2 separate regions of the Mus musculus genome follow, and region 2 is linked to region 1. The links are chromatin contacts, called in public promoter capture Hi-C maps. All regions are on one chromosome and are shown on one strand. The core of a region is the stretch at or near the end of the contact, and the rest is flanking DNA. Distances in the headings are between cores, read along the strand shown.

Region 1 (6,914 bases), core at 1,300-3,799:
AGCCATCAGCTTTGGCAAGATCCCTGATCCTGGTTTTACTTTCTTCTTTGTCTTCTCATCCTCTGGTCGTCCCACTTAAGACCCTGTCACTGAAGAACTCCCTATTGGATAAGTTCTTTATTACAATCTAAAATATTATATCGTTATTATGTTATTATGATATTACAATAGCGTAAAAAGCAGTAGGATTCTGTATGGAATTCATACTTATTTCCTGTTGGCCCCACCGTTCACTCACTCCTCTCTCCCTTTTCCTTTCACATTTTCGCCCTCTCTGTATTCTCTATTGCATGTTCATATCATATGTGTTCAATTGGTCTCCGTTACCTCCCTCAGAACTGGTCCCCCCGCCCCATCATGGACTCTCTTCTCCATTCCTGGCCCCTACACATAACCACCCCTAAATTAACACATTTATGTCTTAAGATTAGATCTAAGAAGAATACGTCAGAACACGGGAGAACATAGGTATCTTTTTCAGCCTGAGCTAACTTACTTAGGACAGTATTTTCCAGTGTCATTCCTTTTGGTTTGCTTTTGAAATGTTTATTAATGTCATTTCCCTCTAAGGCTGAGTACCAGTCCATAGCACATGTATTCTACAGACATTCTGTGATGGACATCTGGAGTGATCTCATTTCCTTGCTAATGTGAATACAAGAGCAGTAAGCAAAGGTATGTAAATGTCTCTGTGAAAATATTCACATACCCTGGGATATGCCCAGAAGCCGGAGAGTTGGGTCACGTGGAAGTTCTAGTTTTAGTTTGTGAGAGGCCCCGAGCTTACTCCCATGTAGTGCCGCACCCGTTCATACCCCACCAGAACTGAATAAGAGCTCCCTTCCTCCCACCTCTGCATGCTTTTGTCATTTTGTTATTTGACCTCTTAAGGATGGTGACCTTAATGGCCTAAGATGAAATTTCAAATTTGTCTTAATCTGCATTTACCTAGTGGATAAAGATGTTTAACAGTTTTAAAACATAGTTTCGATGACATGTATTTCTCTTTTGAGAATTTTTCACTCAGTCCTTTACCCACTTATAAAACTGGATTCTGTATTTTTTCCTTAGTATTTTGATTTCTCTGCACATTCCAGGCAGCAGTCTTCTACTAGTGGGAATGGTTTTTCCCTACTATGCAGGGTATCTTTTCACTCAAATGTTTCCTTTGCTGTACAGAAGCCTCTCAATTGTGAGAGCTGCCCACATTAGCTACCGTGTCACTGTTACTATAAAATGAGCAGGAAAGGCACCAAGGAGAATGGTTTATTCTGAGTCACAGTTGGACAGCCCTGTGTCCCATGATAGGGAGGCCGGTCAGCTCGGGTGAGGCAGCTGGGCATATGCATTCCGTTAAAAGCTGAGCACCAAAGTGTTGCAATTTCATCAGGATATTTGATTAGGTCTTTACAGCATGTTCCTCGTACAACGTTAAGAACAACAAATATTTTTACCAATACTTATTGCTTAACATCTATAATTTTGTCTTGCGTAACCAATGAAAACAATTAACTATTCTTTTTATTTTTAGCATGAAGCTACTATTAAAGCCAATGAAAGGTTACACAGTAAGTTTGTATTCTAACTTCAAAACACAAAAGTTGTAATGTTTTAATAAACACAGGATTGTGGGATTAGGGTTCCGACTTTTGAATTATTCTGCTTTAATCTCTGAAAACTGAACCCGTACAATTATATATTAACTGGGAGGAGGCAGGGATAAGCCTGAGGCGGCAATACTTCAGACCATACCCTGCCTCTTTTCCCTTTATTTCCATATGCATACAGATAAAGCCGCACAGGACAAATTCAGGTCCATTTTGAAAATTGAGATTTTTTTAAAAAGTGTATTTTCCCTTTAGAGCTTTAAGGTCCCCACCCCACCCCCCTTGAGCTCGTTCCTTTACACAGGTGTACGTTTTCACACTGAATGGTGACTACTATGCAGGACGAAACTCCTCCAGCTTCGGACAAGCGCCGCTGCACTCGAGTTTTGAAGGCAGTCCAGCATTCGCCGCCGCCGGCAAGGGAGAGCTCCGCAAGCTTTTTGACACCTCGTTAACGGACCCCTGAGGGCTAGGTCCCGCTAATCCTTGCCTAAGCAGGAAAAGGACCGTTGACAGCTCAATTATACCGAGTCGCCACCTCCCTGAGCCCAACAGTCCTCGCCTCTTTGCAGCCACCATCCGCGGCGCTGTGCAAGTTCAAGGCCCTCCCGCCCCAAACGGCGCCTGCGCGAAACCTCCGCTAGTCAAACCCGTCCTTAGAGCAGTCGAAGGGGACCGTTTTAAAGTTACTGGAAGGCTACGTCTCCGTTTTTAAAAAAAATGAAGAAAAAAATAAAGAAAAATAGGTATGACAGAACACACTAGAACGACCACTCACCGAAGTGGTCCTAAGTGCAAACGGCAGGTTTTTAACTCTCCTCTCGCGATTTATCTGGTGCTACCGGAAGCGGAACTGCCGGGGGTCGGAGTTCTGGTGGCGCTTGTGGAACAGGAAGGCTCAGGCGGGTCGTTGGTCCGCCGGAAACTGTTCCGGCCGGTGCAGTTTCCGTGGGAGCCCTGTGGAGGGCGGGCAGGGAAGAGGCGTGTCGGAGGCTCCTGAGGTGTGCCAGTGCCAGCGGTTCCGCGGTGGCCGGCGAGGGAAGCTTCAGGTCCACGCCTCCGAGAGCCGCCTCGGCACAAGCGTCCTTCCCTCGCCCCCGCAATTAAAGGGGGAGGAACCGAAACCTGGATGGGCTCAAGCATCTCCCGCAGATCGCTTGCTGCCCGCAGCCACGGCAGGTGAGGACCGGGAGAGGCGACATCTCCGGCAGCCCGAGGCTCGCCGCCGCCTCCAGGTGTTTGCTTTGTCTCTGCTCCACGGTGCGGATGCGGGACACGTGGTCTTGCAAGAGCCACGGACAGTCGCGGAGGGCAGCGTGCTTGTGGACGAGTGACAGAACATCCCCAGGGTCCCTTTCAGGCTTGATTTCTCCTCCGCTTCCCGAGTCGCTTCCTCTTTTCATTTCTAGAGTTTGAAAAGCCCGAAATTGCAGTCCCGCTAGTTAGGGAGCTACCCACGTTCGACTTGTATTTGGATCTCCGTTCACCGAGGGGTGCGCCGTTGTTTGGCTTCTTCTGTGGGGAGAGGTGTCTGTTTCATTCCCTATCCTTTGCTCTGCTTGTCTTTGCTTTCCACACCCACTTCCAAAGAACAAAAGCACTGTGTGTGTGTGCACAGCGGCGTTGCAAGGTAAGAGACGAGGTTGCAGGTCAATGCCGCACCCGCGCCTTATCGATTACACAGCGTTGCGTCCTCCCATGTAGATAGTGACCTTTGGATCTCATCCTGGAGGTTCTGGACAACTTCCTGAGAGTTACCATTCTTGAGGTTTGTGGTAATGGTCGTTTTGCTTTTTGCGTCCTGGAAGACACAGAAGTAGGAAGCATGGCTGACTTAAGCATTAGCCTATACCGGGGCAGGATTTTGTTTCACTATTACAGTTTTTTTTTTCTAACTGAAACCCGTGGTTTTTGAGCAATAATATAACGATAGCTGATATTAGTGTGTAACAGTACCACATGGTTTGCACATATATTGTCATTCATCCTTTCAAGAGGCTCGTGAAGGTTGTTAGGTTATTATATTTTTAAGCCGGAAAATGGAAAGTTAGTGAGGTAGTGGAACTTACCCTGGTTACATTTTGCCACAGGAAAACCTTTGAGTGTTTACTAGAAACTAGATCTGAATCCAGCATCTGTATTCTATTGTCCTGCCATTGCTCTTGTTATTCCAGTTTCTTCACTAACTATCAGAGGTTATGCATCCATAGTGTGCTTGTGTATATGTGTGTGACAAATGACAGTCGTGATCTTTCTGCAAATTCTGTATGTGCTGTAGAATTACATATTTCAGACTGTCGAATGTATTTTCTGCAGCATAGGCTATTTTTTGAAAAGGCAAGTGGAAAAACTGATGACTAGAAGGCTCATAATTGTACAATGCTTGCTATCTCAGTTTTTAGGTAATTATAAAGGTATTAAATTTAACAATTGATAGACTATTGAATCTAATACTAGGCATAAGAGTAGTTCATTTAGTTTTTCTGATAATTTGAAATGTTTGATAATTAGAAACAAAACCCTGAGCACTCACATCATTGTCAGGTGTGAAACAGATCATTGGGAAAGGTACGTATGGAGCACAAGGAGACAAAAAGGTTAAGAAATGTGTTTGGGGTTTGGTAGATGCATGAGAAGAGTCTGGGAAGCATTCTTTGAAGTCTTCCAGTTTATTTCAGGAATAGGAACTACCTCTAAAATGGCAATAAAATCCAAACCAAAAAGCTAACTCAGCAGAAAGGTAAATTCCAGGCAGAAATGCTGACTCAGCAGAAAGAGGTATACCTTTTGAAGAGGGAGAGGAATCAGTCATTTGCCAAAGTTGTATGGAACTTGGAACTGTCTTGGTTTATATAATCGAAAAACCTATTCTAGCTTGCCTTTCCTAGCAGGAAGAAACCAATATTTAACACTTTTTATGTAACTTCTTCCTAGTGCCTTGGAATTTAGCTATCATTTATAATAAAGTTTCCACTAGAAAATGCTTTGGGATCTCAGGAAAACCAGTTATGTGTTTGTATTCCGGTTGAACAGCAGTTGATGGAGCTCCAGTTTCCTTTTTAATTTTTTTATTTTTAGTGGAAATTTACTAATTCCGGGGCTGGACTTCTGGACTTTAGTGGAACCTATGGAAAGATAGCTTGGGGGACTTTTGTAAGGGAACTCTAGATACTATACAGGACTGATGGCTTATTCGGGGTGTTAATTTAAGGAAGAGGCAGCTCAAGCCAGAATGAGTAAACATATGAGAGAGAGGACTGTTTGTCCAGGGCAGTAGGTCGTCCGGTGTGGAGCAGCCAAGTAAAACTGGAGCCTTGAAAAAGGTCTCCACAAAGACCATCAGAAGAGGATCTGCACAGGCAGCCTTCGCTAGAAGGTTCATTCTAAACTGAGTTGCTTATGTTTGTTTTTTGCCAGTTAAAGTCAGAAAAATCTTATTTATAACCATAGTTAACCAGTTATAGAAACAGCTAATGTTTACAGAGTCCTTACTGCATGCTAGCTGTTCTGGCCGCCTGCGTTCTCATTTAATCTTCAAAACTGTATGTGATGTATAACCTCATTCTGTCTGCTGCCTAGAGCTGCTAAGGAATTTTGGGGTGGGGAGCAAGAGTTAAAGTTAAATTTTCAAGAGTGGAGCAGTTCTTACGGTGAGATTCCAAGCAATGTCAGCATCACCTTGGAATTTTAGGAAGGCAAAATATTGCACTCAACCCTAGACCTTACAGTTTAATAGCTCCAGTCCACCAAGTGGTTCTGAGAGATGTTAAGGTTTCCTAGTTGCTGTTTGCCATGTGAGGAAACTAGTAAACTAAAACACATTTCGATTTTTAACTAGTGTTAAGTCTCAAACCTAGCTGCCTGTCAGTTCATTAAAATATAAATTCTCTACTTAAGAATTTCTGATCAAAGCTTTTTGTGATAGGCCAGTAATATGTTTATTATTATGATGCAACCAGTTTATTTGAGGACCATTGCTACAAAAGCAATCTTAAAACTAAAGAAAGGTTCAATTCTGATATTTGAATAATCCATGAATACTTCAGACTAGGCATTTAATATCACTTTGGAGCTCGTGACTGAACATTGATCAAATTGTTGAGTATTGTGTGATGCTATGGCTATAGGCAGTGGAAGTTGTAGGATTTCAAGTGAAATAATCATTGAGAATGTTCTAGATCTCCTCAGATTCACCTTAAATTTCATTTTGTGAGAAACCATATACCACATGAGAGGGAAAATATACTCCATATTTTCTTAGAATTTATTGAACATTTACACTGTGATAAAGAACAATGAAGTTCTGTTTTACTGGTGGTGGTTGTTTTTATGTTTGTGTTGTCATTGTTGTTCCTTGTATTTGTGACCTTAGATTTAAACAGACCTGGCTTTGCACGTTTTTTTTATTAACTATTTGATAACTGATTGATTAACATAGTTTAGATTATTGGAAGACTTGAACCTCACCTGTTCAGTACTATTGAAATGATAGGCATTTATCTATGTACTTCAAGTATTTATAAATAATCCAAAGATGGTTGAGAGACCATTCATTTGCAAAGTAGTTATTGCTTCCTTTTTGTTTTTTTGTTTTTACATTAAGACATCTATCGAAAATGTATCAAAGGGAAAACTAAAGATAGTGTTGCTCATTATCTGAGTAGGACGTTAAAGCTATCTGAATGGCTCAGACAATTTGTTTGTGTGCCTAAACTGCATTCATTGTTGAGCGACATGTTAGGAAGCCCTGCATGTAAAAACTAAGTATTTAACATATAAAAACATAACTTCTCTTAAGCTTTATGGTTTGGAGAGTTATATAAAATCCATGCTGTTCTATAATAAGAGGACGGTAGATGACCAAGGTCAAATGAATGAAGAAATCTTGGAAGCTGGTAAATATTGTGGAGGAGTAGTTATTATTTGACATAAGCCAAGCATCGGTAGGATGGAGATTCTGCTTCTTCAGCTTTTATCCTTCTTCATTATAGGAGTGTACTGGCTGGGTTTGTGTGTCAACTTGACACAGCTGGAGTTATCACAGAGAAAGGAGCCTCCCTTGAGGAACTCCCTCCATGAGATCCAGCTGTAAGGCATTTTCTCAAGTAGTGATCAAGGATGGGAGGGCCCAGCCCATTGTGGGTGGTGTCATCCCTGGGCGATAGACTTGGGTTCTATAAGAAAGCAAGCTGAGCCGAGCGATGGTGGTGAAGGCCTTTAATCCCAGCACTTGGCACTTGAGAGGCAGAGGCAGGGGGATTTCTGAGTTTGAGGCCAGCCTGATCTACAGAGTGAGTTCCAGGACAG
Region 2 (6,860 bases), core at 460-2,959, 7.9 Mb before region 1:
CTCTGCTAAAAATGAATGATTGTAGCAAGAAAAGAAAGAAAGAAAAAAAAAGAAAATAAGTGAGAGTCACTTATTCAGAGAAAAACAATCCTTCCCAGTGCTATGTTGAAAAGAAAGCTGGTAAAAGATCCTTGGTCTGTTTGTTCCACAGCTTTCCTGTATACGGAATACTATTGAAATTGGGGTAGTGAAACTGATTTCAAACAGAAAACATTCTATGAAGCAGACACATCTCATTTCCTTCTTTTTATTAGCATATATTAATGATACAAAATAATGGAAAAGCAAAGACAAAAGATCTTCAGTGGATTGAACTTCAGTACAGAGGGCTGACATTTCCTGTTTGTTCTTTTTCTTGAGTCAAAGAATTACTAAGAAACATTTTATTTCCTCGTAGTGTGATTCAACAGCCTGGGGAAAAAAGGAAAACTGCCTAGAGAAAAATGCCCAGGCAATAAGGAAGCTTTCTAGAGTGCCATAATACTCAATAAACTGGAAACCCTGATGTTATAGGTCCCAACACCAACGGGGAGCCAGGAGCTGTACAACACCTGCCAAAGATCGGAAACCAATGCAAAGAAGAGCTACAGCAGGATCTTTCTGTTTGCAGTACACAGGACACCTCGCATCTCACTCAACATACTCTCCCTTCTCAAGACGACCCTAGACTCAGTACCCGCCCACAATCCCCTTCAGCTGCACTCCAACTCTAATCCCCCATCTGCAGGTGTGACAGGCGACGCCTACTTACTGAGCTGTCCTCCGCCCGACGTCGTACTCGGTTCCCGACCTCCAGCGCCTCCGACGATGGAGGCGCCAGGGATCCCGGGCGCCCCCATCCCTGGGGGGGTCCCACTCTGCCTCTCGAAGTTGCCAGGATTGGAGAAGTAATCGCGCAGTCGTGGTAGCTCGCGGCCGCTCTCCAACAGCTCGGTGTGCAGCTCCAGGGCGGTCAGCAAGTATTGATCGCGCAACAGCTGAGCGGCGATGGCATCGATTGACAATCGGGCAGGGGTCTCCCCGCTGCCCCCCGGAGCCGCCGGGGCGGCGGACATCTCCACAGCGAGCCCCGGCCGCGCGCTGCTTCCCAGGGCCATGGGGTCCTGTGGCGACAGGGAGCCTGCAGAACCAGGATCTAGGCCGACCCCGGCACCCAGCCGAAGTCCTGCCCGCCGGTCCTCGGTTGCCGCTACCTCGTCGTCGTCCTCATCCGAATCACTGAGGAAAGGATTTACTCCGCTACCACTGCCACCACCTCCGGGCGCCATCGCCGCCATCTTATTCTGTCAGGAATGTGGGTGCTTCCCTGCTTGGCCCGACAGGCCCTCAGCCTGAATCCCCGTTAGGTCCCGAGAGCCGCCGACCACCTAGGCAGCCCAGGCCGACCGCACCTCTCCTCACCTAGAGCCTAGGCCGGACTGGGAGGCAGGAGCCCGGTATGCAGCAGCACCTCCCGTCTCAGCCGCTGCTGCACCAGTAGCCGACTCTGCAGGCGTCTTCCTGGTCCCTAGTCTCGCGAGAACTGGCTTGGTCCCATCTTCGCCCCGCCCCGTCCCCGCCTCAGCCCCACCCACCTCTGGCCTTGGAGTGGCAAGATCGAAGGAACCGCTCCAGGCTCAAACATAAGACCCCGCCCACAAGCTCTCGAGGATTGGCTGGAGTTACAGGACCTGGCCAGAGAGTTATCGCGAGAGCAGCGAAGGCCTGGGGCAGGTTGGGGGCGTTCCCTGGAGCAGTAGAGGTGGAGGTCGCTGAGGGGTACGATTTGGCTGTGGTTTTTGAGGGTTGAAGGGAACCCTCCCGACATCTTTCACCGCCCTGGGTCCTGCCTTCGTTCTGAGGAGGTCCCGTTCCCAAGACTGGGCCTGAGCCGGATAGTTCTCAGGTAAAGTCCCGGGACCCTTGCACTTAAGGTGTTCCCACGCCCGCTTCTCCCTTCACGCTTCAGTTTTTTGTCGCTGTTTGCTGTCACCGCCCAGATAGCAAGTGCTCTGAGCAGCGGTCAGAATCTGGCTTCTTTGCTCTTCCCTAGTTTCCCAGCCATCTGCTCTCTCCCCTGGAGATCTGGCGACGGCATGGCCTCCTTGTGGTTAAGGAGGGCGCCTTCCCGCCCCCTCCGTCCGGGAATAGGACTTAGAAAGCTGAAGGGTGCAGATAGAGCCTGGACGGAAGTTGCAACATTTGAGTTTCGAGATGCCTTTACACTCATCTGTGAACAGCCTGGTCTTGGACGACAAACTAAGTAATATGTAAACCCATGGAAATTAACATACACTTTACATCAAAGGAACTTTTCAAACTATCAGCGCTATCTCTTCAGTACAACTAAGTTGTCTGGGCCGCTTCAGTGGCCTGGTCATGTCCACTGCACTAGGACACATTCGTTGGAACAAGTATCACCTATCTTTTGTCCAAAACCATTCTTTTCCACAATCCCCTGAAACCTTGCTAAGTCCATTTAGGCTAGAATCGAGGTTTTCTTTATGGATCAATCAAATTTTAGCGATTTAAAAAATTGTACTCTGTAGAGAGATTTGATGGCCTTTATGAAACATTTAGCACATAACTATACTCGTAGGTTTGGAATATCATTTATCCTTTATGCTATTCCTTGATTGTAGTTTGAGGTGATAAGAAGTTTCCCTGTCGCTATTAGACTCCTAGCCCTCATATCTTCTATTTTGTTAAACATAGAATGCCACTTTTTCCTGGTTTTAGAATTAAGTTCTTATTAACACCAGGTCCTAACAGACAACAAAATAAATAGCCAACAGTGCTAACCATCTGCTCTGATATATATAATGAAGTATCTCCTTTATCTTTGTGGAAAATAAAAATAGAGCATTGTTATATGACCTCAGGTCTGGTTACCGGTTTACATGTAAAGTATCCCAGCAGTTAAGTGTAGGTTTTAATTTCAGTTTAATCAGTCTCACAGGAAACTAAAATTTCATTTGAATGAGGCTCTGAAATGCTTTCTTTGGTTGGTATTACTATATAGTTATTATTTGGGCTTTTTAACAGGAGCTTTTAAAGTATGTTACATGTGATATGAAGGTGGGAGGGGGAATACTGGAGGTTGGGGTGGGTGGTTTAAATGAGCATAGGAGACCGGGAGATGGGGAGAAAGTTAGCCCAAATAGTAAAAGACCATAAAGACCCTTGCTACATTGTGAAGCAATTTAAAAATAGTGTTAGTAGTAAGGATTTTTTTTTAAATAAGACTTTTAGCTTCCAATTCGTTGGACTAAATGCTGTACTGTGCTATTTATTAATGAATCTGGAAAAAAATCCTCAGTAACATGGCAATAGTATAGAATGAGCAATATTTTAATGTTTCACATTTCTTAGCAAAAGGGGGTATCAGTTCTAACTTTGATATTGTCAAAGAGATTAAAAATGTAACCAAATTTTGGAATGGAGGATTAGTGAATGGCATGGGAAAAACATGAGCAGAAATGTGTATTTTCTTCTTCTTTGTAATGGCGATGCTTAGAAATATACTTTTAGGGTGCCTGAGGAAAACTGCTCTTAAAATAATAGAAGGGCACATCATATACATATCATTTATTGTGAGACGTTGAAAATGTTTGGACCTAAATTCTCCCATCTTCTCTTACATTCATCTGCCCAGAGAGATAATGAAAGTACATAGAATTGTGAATGTTCTTGCCACAGTGCCTGGTAGCTGGTTGGCAGCAAATGTTAGTGTGGTCAGTGTCTTAGTTAGGGTTTCTATTCCTGCACAAACATCATGACCAAGAAGCAAGTTAGGGAGGAGAGGGTTTATTCGCCTTACACTTCCACATTGCTGTTTATCACCAAAGGAAGTCAGGACTGGAACTCAAGCAGGTCAGAAAGCAGGAGCTGATGCAGAGACCATGGAGGGATGTTCTTTACTGGCTTGCTTCCCCTGGCTTGCTCAGCCTGCTCTCTTATAGAACCCAAGACAAACAGCCCAGAGATCGTCCCACCCACAAGGGGCCTTCCCCCTTGATCATTAATTGAGAAAATGCCCCACAGCTGGATCTTATGGAGGCATTTCCTCAACTGAAGCTCTTTTCTCTGTGATAACTGCAGCCTATGTCAAGTTGACATACAAAACCAGCCAGTACAGTCAGTTAATCAATGAAATACTGGATACTGAGGACATTTGGCAGGTTTTTGAAACACGGGTATCAATGACTAGCAGAGCCTGTGAAAGTTATGTCAGTAGGGCAAAAAGAGGCAGCAGCATGAATTTAGGGACTGAATTTGAAAGCACAAATTAAAAATAGGTTTAAAAGGTTTGCCTTTGAGTCTTAAGTTGAAAGTAGAGTTTAGTGGCTGACCTACCATCTGGAGTGCTTCTAGTTCCTATCCTATAACTAAGGGCTTGTTTGTCTAACTGCAAGTTCTCAACAAATCAGCTGAACCATCTTCCCATAGGGTACTTTGCCTCTCAGTATCATGCTTGAATAGTTTTAATGCACACACTGGGATATTAAGAAATTCTGCCCTCTACTTATAATTTATTAATAGTTGTTGGAAAATGTCTTTCTTCTTTGGAAGACTGACCTAGGTCAAAGTCTTTAGGGCTGACATCTTACCTGAATAAGTAAGGATAGTCATTGAAGTTTGTCTCTTAACAATAAAAATAGAAAAGATAGGGTTTTTCTCCTAAATACTTAAATCATTTATATATTAAAATTATTTTAGAATTCCATAGTCCTAAATAACCACAAATAATATAAATGCAAAGTTTGTTTGATTTAGTGTTTGATATTTTCTAATACTTTGTTAGTTTTTAATTTATTGTGGTGTATATCTCACGGATATAAACTATATTTGTATAGGCAAATGCATAGGTGTGTTTTAAGTTTTAATAGTTATGCACTTTTTTGGAAGTTTTTGGAAGTTTCCAAACAACTATGTTAGTGAAGTTTTCTTTTTTAATAATTGTGAATAAGAAGTGATTACATTTATGAAAAAAAGTTATATTGCTGGAGAAAATGTGATAGTGTATGTGAATAGTCATACTTCAAATTACTGTAACTTCCTTCATATATAATAAATTACTTAATCATAAAACATTGGCGTTTGGGGGTTTATTTTGAAAGTATCTTTGAAGCTTAACACACCTTATCCAGGAAACCCAAAGAGAGAAGCAAGGCGACCTCTAGTGACTATTTCACATATTGCCATTGAAATGTAATCCTAGATTTGAGCAAACATGATCATTGCATAGTAATGTGATGGATGCGGATGATGACCTTTTCTGCTGTCTTTGAATTATAGTGAAATGACAAAGGCAGACATTAAATCATCAAAGTCAGTTATGAATAAACCCATAAATCTACCACTGAGCTAAATCCAAAGCTCCACAGATATTATTGTATTTAATCACATAGATGCTATTAGTAGTCAAAAATTGAAGACAAAAACTACATCAGTGTTTTCCAGTTTAGGATTTGTTAGTCAAGATTCATTTTAGGGAAAAATGTGGTAATGGGACATGATATATGGGAGGAGTTTGTTTTTAAGAGAATAATAATGTATGTTCAAGGAAAAGCGAATGCTGGGGCCCACAAGATGACTCCGTAGGTAAAGGCATTGCTGCTAAACCTGAAGACCAGTGTTTGGTCCCAGCATTGCCTTCTGATCTCCACATTTGTGCAATGACATGCATATGTTGCACACACAAAAGCACACATAGTTGCACATATATACACACAAGCATGCATACATGCACGAACAAACACAAAATGTAATAAAACATTTTTAAATGTTAATATCTATTTTTTAAAAAGTATACAAATGTGTTTGCCTCCATAAAAATAGAGATAAGATAAAATTTTTAAAGAAACTATTGACAAATATTTGCTTACGACAGTGGTTCCCAACCTTCCCAATGCTGTGACCCTTTAATATGTTGTAGTGACCCCAACCATAAAATTATTTTTGTTGCTACTTAATAATAACTAATTTTGCTACTGTTATGAATCATAATGTAAATACCTGTTTTCCAATTATTTTCAGTGACTCCTGTAAAAAGGTCGTCTTACCCCACAAAGAAATCATGACCCACAAGTTGAGAACTGCTGACTTAGAAGGTAATAGAATCCTGGCTAATTTTTTCTTTATCTCCATTAATAATATTTAGAACACCATGTTGGTACCCACTGTGTAGGCTAATGATGATATAAACTAGGAACGAAGCCAACATTACACTGAGAGATTAGATTTGAAATTGCATGTGTTTACTAAGGAATCTTCAATACTCTGTTCACCCTTAGAATAAAAAAGGTGTTTTATAGTTTGATCTTTTGGTTCATTTTATTTTTTCTAATTTGTTTGTATTTGATAAGCATATTTTAAGTGCCTCTTTCCTTTTTACAGGACATTCTCCATCCTTATGATAGTTAATTCTTCAGACCAGGAAGAATAAGATATGTCCATAATTCTTATCTTTCATATTTTCAAGATCAAGGTCATTATTTGTATCAAATACTGCTTCAAGTAAGAAATTCTAGTGTTTTCTTTCTTAATCTGTAGACACATTTACCAATAAAAACAAAACAAAAGACTGGGCTGGAGATGTGACTCAGCCGTTAAGAGCACTGACTGCTCTTCCAGAAGTCCTGAGTTCAATTCCCAGCAGCCACATGATGGCTTACAACCATCTGTAATGGAATCAGATGCCCTCTTCTGGTCTGTCTGAAGACAGCAACAGTGTACCCATATACATAAAATAAATAAATTTATTTAAAAAAAAACCAAAACCAAAACAAAACAAAAGACTGGCTTGAAAAAGTTTTATTGTCACTTTGATCTTTGAGGTGTAATGGGACCCTATCGTACAGTATTATTTAAACATTTCA

The links. Promoter capture Hi-C pulls out the DNA fragments that hold promoters and counts their contacts.
Region 2: a promoter capture Hi-C map of pre-B cells shows a contact between it and region 1. The contact joins the promoter of Pign here to the promoter of Ppip5k2 in region 1. A contact is called at or near these places in 5 of 39 promoter capture datasets (the C10 cell line, cranial neural crest, hippocampal neurons and 2 more).

What each region holds. Positions count from the first base shown.
Region 1 is chr1:97,765,727-97,772,640 of GRCm38.p6, reverse strand. It overlaps Ppip5k2 (diphosphoinositol pentakisphosphate kinase 2), which reads left to right and starts at 2,549. Exons shown (of 28, transcript NM_173760.5): 1 at 2,549-2,786. Gin1 (gypsy retrotransposon integrase 1) reads right to left here and starts at 2,469. Exons shown (of 8, transcript NM_026250.3): 1 at 2,386-2,469.
Region 2 is chr1:105,658,525-105,665,384 of GRCm38.p6, reverse strand. Pign (phosphatidylinositol glycan anchor biosynthesis, class N) reads left to right here and starts at 1,709. Exons shown (of 31, transcript NM_013784.3): 1 at 1,709-1,885; 2 at 6,019-6,092; 3 at 6,379-6,498. Relch (RAB11 binding and LisH domain, coiled-coil and HEAT repeat containing) reads right to left here and starts at 1,524. Exons shown (of 29, transcript NM_173187.4): 1 at 752-1,524. The coding sequence starts at 1,277.